2 separate regions of the Zea mays genome follow, and region 1 is linked to region 2. Evidence: chromatin contacts called from public Hi-C data. All regions are on one chromosome and are shown on one strand. The core of a region is the stretch at or near the end of the contact, and the rest is flanking DNA. Distances in the headings are between cores, read along the strand shown.

Region 1 (3,155 bases), core at 20-2,519, 270 kb before region 2:
ATGGGGGGACTAGACTATTAGAGAGATTTGGGACTAATTCTTCTTGATGGATTCCCCCTTAAGGAGGTACAACTCATCCTTATATAGATAGAAAGACTTGACCCTCCAAGTAACTAACTCAATCTTATCTAATGTAATCTCAAGTAACTAACTTAATCTTATCTAATCTAATCCCAAGTAACTAACTCAATATTATCAAATCTAATCCCAAGTAACTAACTCAATCTTATCAAATCTAATCCCAAGTAACTAACTCAATCTTATCTAATCTAATCTTTATCCACTATTCCTAACCTTGAGCCTATCCCTATAGCCTCCATGCCCTGGGCTGCTGACCCATGACGCTCCCCATGAATATTGATGTATTCAGACACTAATCAACAATTTCACCCCATGATTTGCACCAAAACCTTCACTATGTTTATTTCTGAGCCTTCATGGACTGGAACTTCATGCTATTTTTAGAAGATTATATATCTAGGCTGATGTTGCTTGTACCTCATGAATATAAACACTATTCAACTTAACTCCATAATTTGGACCTAAACTTTATGTATGGTTGGTGTAGGTGTGCCTGATTATTGGGCTGATACTAGAGCAACTTCGATTATTTTTCCTTTAAGCTATAGTGTCCATAAAAGAAAAAAAATGCAGTGAATCGATAATTTGCTGTCAGGCACCAACCAGCCTATATAACTAGATTAACACAGCAATATAATTATATTTTGTTTACTATAATTTTAGGGAACGTATCGGGTGCAAACCAACCCCTCCGTGCAACCGTGCAAACTTCTAATCTAGGCCACATGATGTTGATCCAAGGGACACAGAGGCGTGGATAATTTTACACTTAACCACCCACTGCTAATCACACTTTTTCAAATCTCCCCTCCCACCCCCGCACGCCACCTTGGATCAACATCATGTGGTTCAGATTAAAAGTTTGCACGATTGCACGGAGAGGTTGGTTTGCACCAGATACGATCCCATAATTTTATTAGGCACTGGCGCAAGGGACATATTATTAGTTGAACCACAAAGAAAATACGTGGCTTTCTATCACCGTTCTGCTGATGTATGTGTTGTTCCCTTGTGGCCGCTTGCCAATTGCAGGATGAATCAATAAGGCAGACGAGGTGAAAACTGAGTGCCAACATCCAGGGGAGATGTGCTGCTTCTGTGGCGAATCAGCCCTTGCACTGGCGAGAGCAGAGGTGTACAGTGCACTAGAAACCAGTGTTTGCTGTGGTTTGTTCGATGTAACTAGCCAGTGTGGCATGTCATGCAGTTGTTGGTAGATCAGTCATTGTGTTGACTTGGTCAGCTTAACTCAATACCCCCTTCGTTGATTACTTTGTTGCTATGGCGGTGCGGCATGATCGATTACTGTTCTATTAACATATGACTTTTATATGTTGATATAATTAAATTATTTTGATACTATAGAAGCATATACGATCCGATTTTAACAATCTTGTGATTGCGACACAGCAGCAGATTGGACTAGTGGCCCCTGGGCCCATGGAGTTGCGCGGGCCATCCGAGCCCGGCACTTCCCTGACTGTCCGCAGCCTAGTCTCGTTCCGCTGCCTGCCCCGCCCGAAGGCCGAAGCCACGTTGAATGCATATTTCCGTAAAGCGGCCTCCTTCGCGGAGCCGTGCTTTGGCGCGCATGAGTCACAGACACTAGCGAGTGGGTCTCACTTGCCAGCTGTCTTTCTCGTCTGAAGCAAACTCGTCTTTGAGTTCGACGTTGATCCGGCGACCGAGCGAGCTCCACGCTGCCTAGACTCGTCCCCCTTGCACCTATATCAGCCATCGCGAACCCCCCTCGATCCATCAAAGCTTAGAAGCCACTGCTGCCGAGATCGTGTGCCCCGAGATCGTGTGCCGGCGTTCCCGTGAACTCGACAAACTAGGCTCTTCAGTTTTCTGCTATCGGATTAGATACGTGTCGGGGACCATAATTAGGGGTACCCTCAAAACTCCTAAATCTCAGCTGGTAACTCCCATCAGCACAAAGCTGCAAAGGCCTAATGAGTGCGATTAAGTCAAGGATCGGTCCATTCGAGGGACGCGATCATGCCTCGTCCGAGCCCAGCCTCGGGCAAGGGCAGCCGACCCCGGAGGATCTACGTCTCGCCTGAGGACCCCCTCCAGCAACGGACACACCTTCGGCTCGCCCGAGGCCCAGTCTTCACCAAGAAGCAACCTTGGCCAAATCGCCACGCCAACCGACCAAATCGCAGGGGCATTTAATGCAAAGGTGGCCTGACACCTTTATCCTGACGCACGCCCTCCAGTCGACAGAGCCGAAGTGACCGCAGTCACTTCGCCGCTCCACTGACCGGTCTCACAAGAGGACAGCGCCGCCTGCGCCGCTCCGACTGCTGAGCCACTCGACAGAGTGAGGCTGACAGCAGCCAAGTCCGGCCCTAGGCGCCATGGGAAACTCCGCTTCGCCCGACCCCAGGGCTCGGACTCGGGCTCAGCCCCGGAAGACGACGAACTCCGCTTCGCCCGACCCCAGGGCTCGGACTCGGGCTCAGCCCCGGAAGACGACGAACTCCGCTTCGCCCGACCCCAGGGCTCGGACTCGGGCTCAGCCCCGGAAGACGACGAACTCCGCTTCGCCCGACCCCAGGGCTCGGACTCGAGCTCAGCCCCGGAAGACGACGAACTCCGCTCCGCCCGACCCCAGGGCTCGGACTCAGCCCTGGCCTCAGCCGACGGTCTCCGCCTTGTCCGACCCGGGGGCTCGGACTCGACCTCGACCTTGGAAGACAGACTCGACCTCGACCTCGGAGGAGCTTCCACCTCGCCCAACCTAGGGCACGGACCGACCACGTCGACAGGAGGCGCCATCATTACCCTACCCCGAGCTGACTCAGGCTACGGGGAACAAGACCGGCGTCCCATCTGGCTCGCTCCACTATACGAGTAATGATGGCGCCCCGCATGCCCTGTGATGACGGCGGCTCTCAGCCCCCTTACGGAAGCAAGAGGACGTCAGCAAGGACTCGACAGCCCCGACAGCTGTCCTTCCGCCAGGCTCCAGCGCTCCTCCGACGGCCACGACATCACACGAACTGGGTGCCAAAACCTCTCCGACTGCCACGATGGCATGTACTTAGGGCGCTAGCTCTCCTCCGCTA
Region 2 (3,120 bases), core at 389-2,888:
CAACTTAAATGCTCTTACAGGTACCAAGCATATATAGATCAAAGTACGGTTAGACAATTTAGTCTTTGATCTACTTCATAGGTTGCACAGGCACATGACCAGTAACCACCATATTTTCCCAATATAGAAGTAGCCAACACACTAAAGCCACAAAACACTGATGAAGTTAGCATATGACATAGGGGTAATTGATCACCTTAGAACAGGCAGGGACAGCTAGTAATCAGTGCCAGGACGCATAGTAACACCTTCTATTTAGCTCCTAGGGAACATCCATGTCGCAAGAAACATCTCGTGCTTCCAGACCATCTGCAGAGGACGAGAGACCTCGTCATTCCTCATGTCGTAGACATTGACACTAGTGTTCTCCTCATCAAAGGCATACTCCTCAGCATTCTCCATCACATCATCTAAGAAGAAGATCTGATCATTAGACATCCCATACTGAGATGCCGACACAGCCCTAGAGCACGGTCGTCCAAGGAAAAGCATCTGGTCATCCCCAAGAGTTGTCACATCCACCCACTGCGAGTGCTCCAAGTCAGCCTCCAGCACCTCAAACTCACAAATCCGTCCAGCAACAACTGTGTCGTCTACCATTCTGCAGCATACCTTCCTGCGTACCATCAGCAATGCACCGCATGACTCGACTAGGTACAGCTTCTTTCTGCCAGTAGTGTCATCTGGCATCCAAGCATCAAACAAATGGTCGGGATCACCCTTGATGACCTGTCCAATTCGACAGACATGTGGGTCGCCAGTGCTTTGGTCTTGGCTGATGTCGACCACGAGGAGGTTTTCATCATCAGCAAGGGCGTAGAGCTTGCCCTGATAGAAAGCCATGTCTTCAAATGCAGCACACGGATCATATGCGCAAACAGACCATGAGGAAGCGCCTGGCTGGCACATCAGAATCTGACTTATGTGTCCTGTGCCAACAAATGCAGCGACGAGGTTTGGAGAGCACATGATCAGCTTGTTTAATGTATTGTGGGCACATGCTTGGAGTCTCTGATATCCAGCCACGTGACATAATGTCTGCCATTGGGTGTAGCACGCTCCTGATACTTGACGTAATTATCAGCTGCATTTGGTGGACGGAGCCGGACGGAAGACAGAGCAGGGAGCGTCACGGTGGCCCCAGCGAAAGGGTCGACCAAGAAGCAGCCTTCGTCGCGCGGGAAGACGAGCCAGCTGCCAAAGGCGGCGCCCTTGTACCCGACGCAACCGGAGCCAGGGAAGCGGCAGGGCTTGCTGTAGGGGAGGCTGTAGAAGATGCCGTTCGGGAGCGCGAGCAGTGGCAGCGCCGGGGGCAAGGAAGGGGCGAGCAGCCGCGCGGCGGCGCGCCACTGCGGGCACACGGCAGCGAAGCGGGCGCGATCCGCATAGGCCGGAAGGAGGCAGAGCACCATGCCGGCCAGGTCCCGCGGGATCTCCGACCACGACGCCGGCTGCCCGTCGGCGGGCGGCGTGACCTCGGCCATCCGAGTCGATCTGGCAGAGAGGAGCCAACCAAGACGCAAAATTAGAATGCAGCTAATGCTCCATCATCACGGTAAGAGAACGTGTCAGGATCCTGAGGAAACCAGAAGCGGCACATGACACGCTCACGGACAGTGCGCGCATAGGAAATACGTCGAACACATCGCGTGCACCTCCGTTGCGCACGACGGCAGCTCGAATGGTGAGGCGATGGGGGCGTGTGGGGACTGGGGAGCGAGGAGGAGGGAGAACCGAGGTAGCCAACCTACCAGAGGACGACGCGGCGGGAGGTTGATGCGGCGGCGATAGCGCAGCGGGAGAGCGCGGGGGAGGTGCTGCCGGCAGCCTCTGCTGCTGCTCGGGTGGGAGTGTGGAGCCAGGAGTGGGGACCGCTGGGGAACTGCTGGAGATAAAGGATAAATGCACGCTGGTGCTACAAAGGGCTCAGTAGTGTGCCCAACAGAGCACCCGGTTTGGATGAAATTCGAAATTCCTTCAAATTCAATCAAGCTTTCAATAATTTGACGGGTTTTACCGGCCCACTATGGAAATTTTGAATGGAAACTGTAGGCCGAACACTGCACATGATAGCACTGTTATTCAACAAATAGCCAACAAAAGGTATAAACCCTGAAGGCCTGAACTGACATGTGAAGGTTACACCACACACAGACACCTTCCTCGGTTGAATGTGCACTCAATACGTATGCACAAACATGTTCTAGTTAACTTCTACCTTTTGAGACTTTCGTACCCACACAAAAAAAATAAAAAGAAAATCACAAAGGATTCAAATGATGAAACTTAACCTTAAACTTCTTTATCACATTCAATACAAAAAGGATCATAGGAAACCTTTGCCCCGCCAAGAAAAACTCTCGGAAGTTGACAACCTAATCATCATGCGGCTTTGACACTTGTCTCACCCTCGAGTCATCTCTAGCAAACCATTTTTATTTGGCGAATGTTGGACTTCCTAACTAACAAAGAAAATACAATGTTCTGTCTCACATATAAAACATAAACACGACGTCCTCCTCCATTTACGCAATGGCGACATAGCTCGGCAACTTCGCATCGCCTGCGCGAGCAAACACTATCTGCATATGCATGCATGTTGTACATACAGCACGACACTCGATTAAAAGGTGATTTGAACATAGTATTAATTGTTAGCTATATATATAGCAAACACATATACATACCTGGTAATCTAAACCCATGTGTGATTTGAACATAGCTGCACAGTAGTTTAAATAGTACTCCCAAGTACGGATGAATTTTTCATCAAATCCTAGGGCCAAAACTTTTCTGCAGGAGTAAAAAAATATTACTGATTGAATGACGTAAATAAATCACTAGCTTGTAGCCGAGGTTGAGCTATATTTTAGGGCCAGTAGTACTTACTCTTCATTAGCCTCAAAGTTCTCCCTCCAGTGAATCAGAGTGGGGTAATAGTGGTACCCAATATTCTCAACGTGTTGTATGCTGCAGTGCAGAGGAATCGAGTACTCAATGAATAACTGATAAATCATGGCGGAGGCCTAGCTTATTAGTTAAATGACATGTGTACATACCACAGCCTTGATGCGTTAGACATGGCAGATGCAATCCGAGCTAAAGAAGGTATGCAGCCAC

The links. Hi-C and Micro-C count contacts between places; a contact is called where the count stands out from the background.
Region 1: a Hi-C map of ear shows a contact between it and region 2, with 5 times the contacts expected there. The contact joins two enhancer-like sites. A contact is called at or near these places in 3 of 25 Hi-C or Micro-C datasets (ear, leaf and tassel).

Annotation. Positions count from the first base shown.
Region 1 is chr1:221,321,730-221,324,884 of Zm-B73-REFERENCE-NAM-5.0, reverse strand. LOC100193016 reads left to right here. Exons shown (of 5, transcript NM_001138184.2): 5 at 1,114-1,491. Among protein-coding and RNA genes, the nearest start is that of LOC100193016, 12 kb to the left of the region's middle. Within about 2 kb of position 1,269, at least 16 of the 20 cell types and tissues checked have an H3K27ac peak or open chromatin away from gene starts, as enhancers often do. A contact at or near this core is called in ear and tassel, where this site is marked.
Region 2 is chr1:221,047,764-221,050,883 of Zm-B73-REFERENCE-NAM-5.0, reverse strand. LOC103643302 (Cyclopropane-fatty-acyl-phospholipid synthase) reads right to left here. Exons shown (of 25, transcript XM_008666455.4): 21 at 3,060-3,120; 22 at 2,890-2,970; 23 at 2,688-2,793; 24 at 1,752-2,582; 25 at 1-1,494. The coding sequence ends at 2,526. Among protein-coding and RNA genes, the nearest start is that of LOC103643302, 11 kb to the right of the region's middle. Within about 2 kb of position 1,638, at least 10 of the 20 cell types and tissues checked have an H3K27ac peak or open chromatin away from gene starts, as enhancers often do. A contact at or near this core is called in ear and tassel, where this site is marked.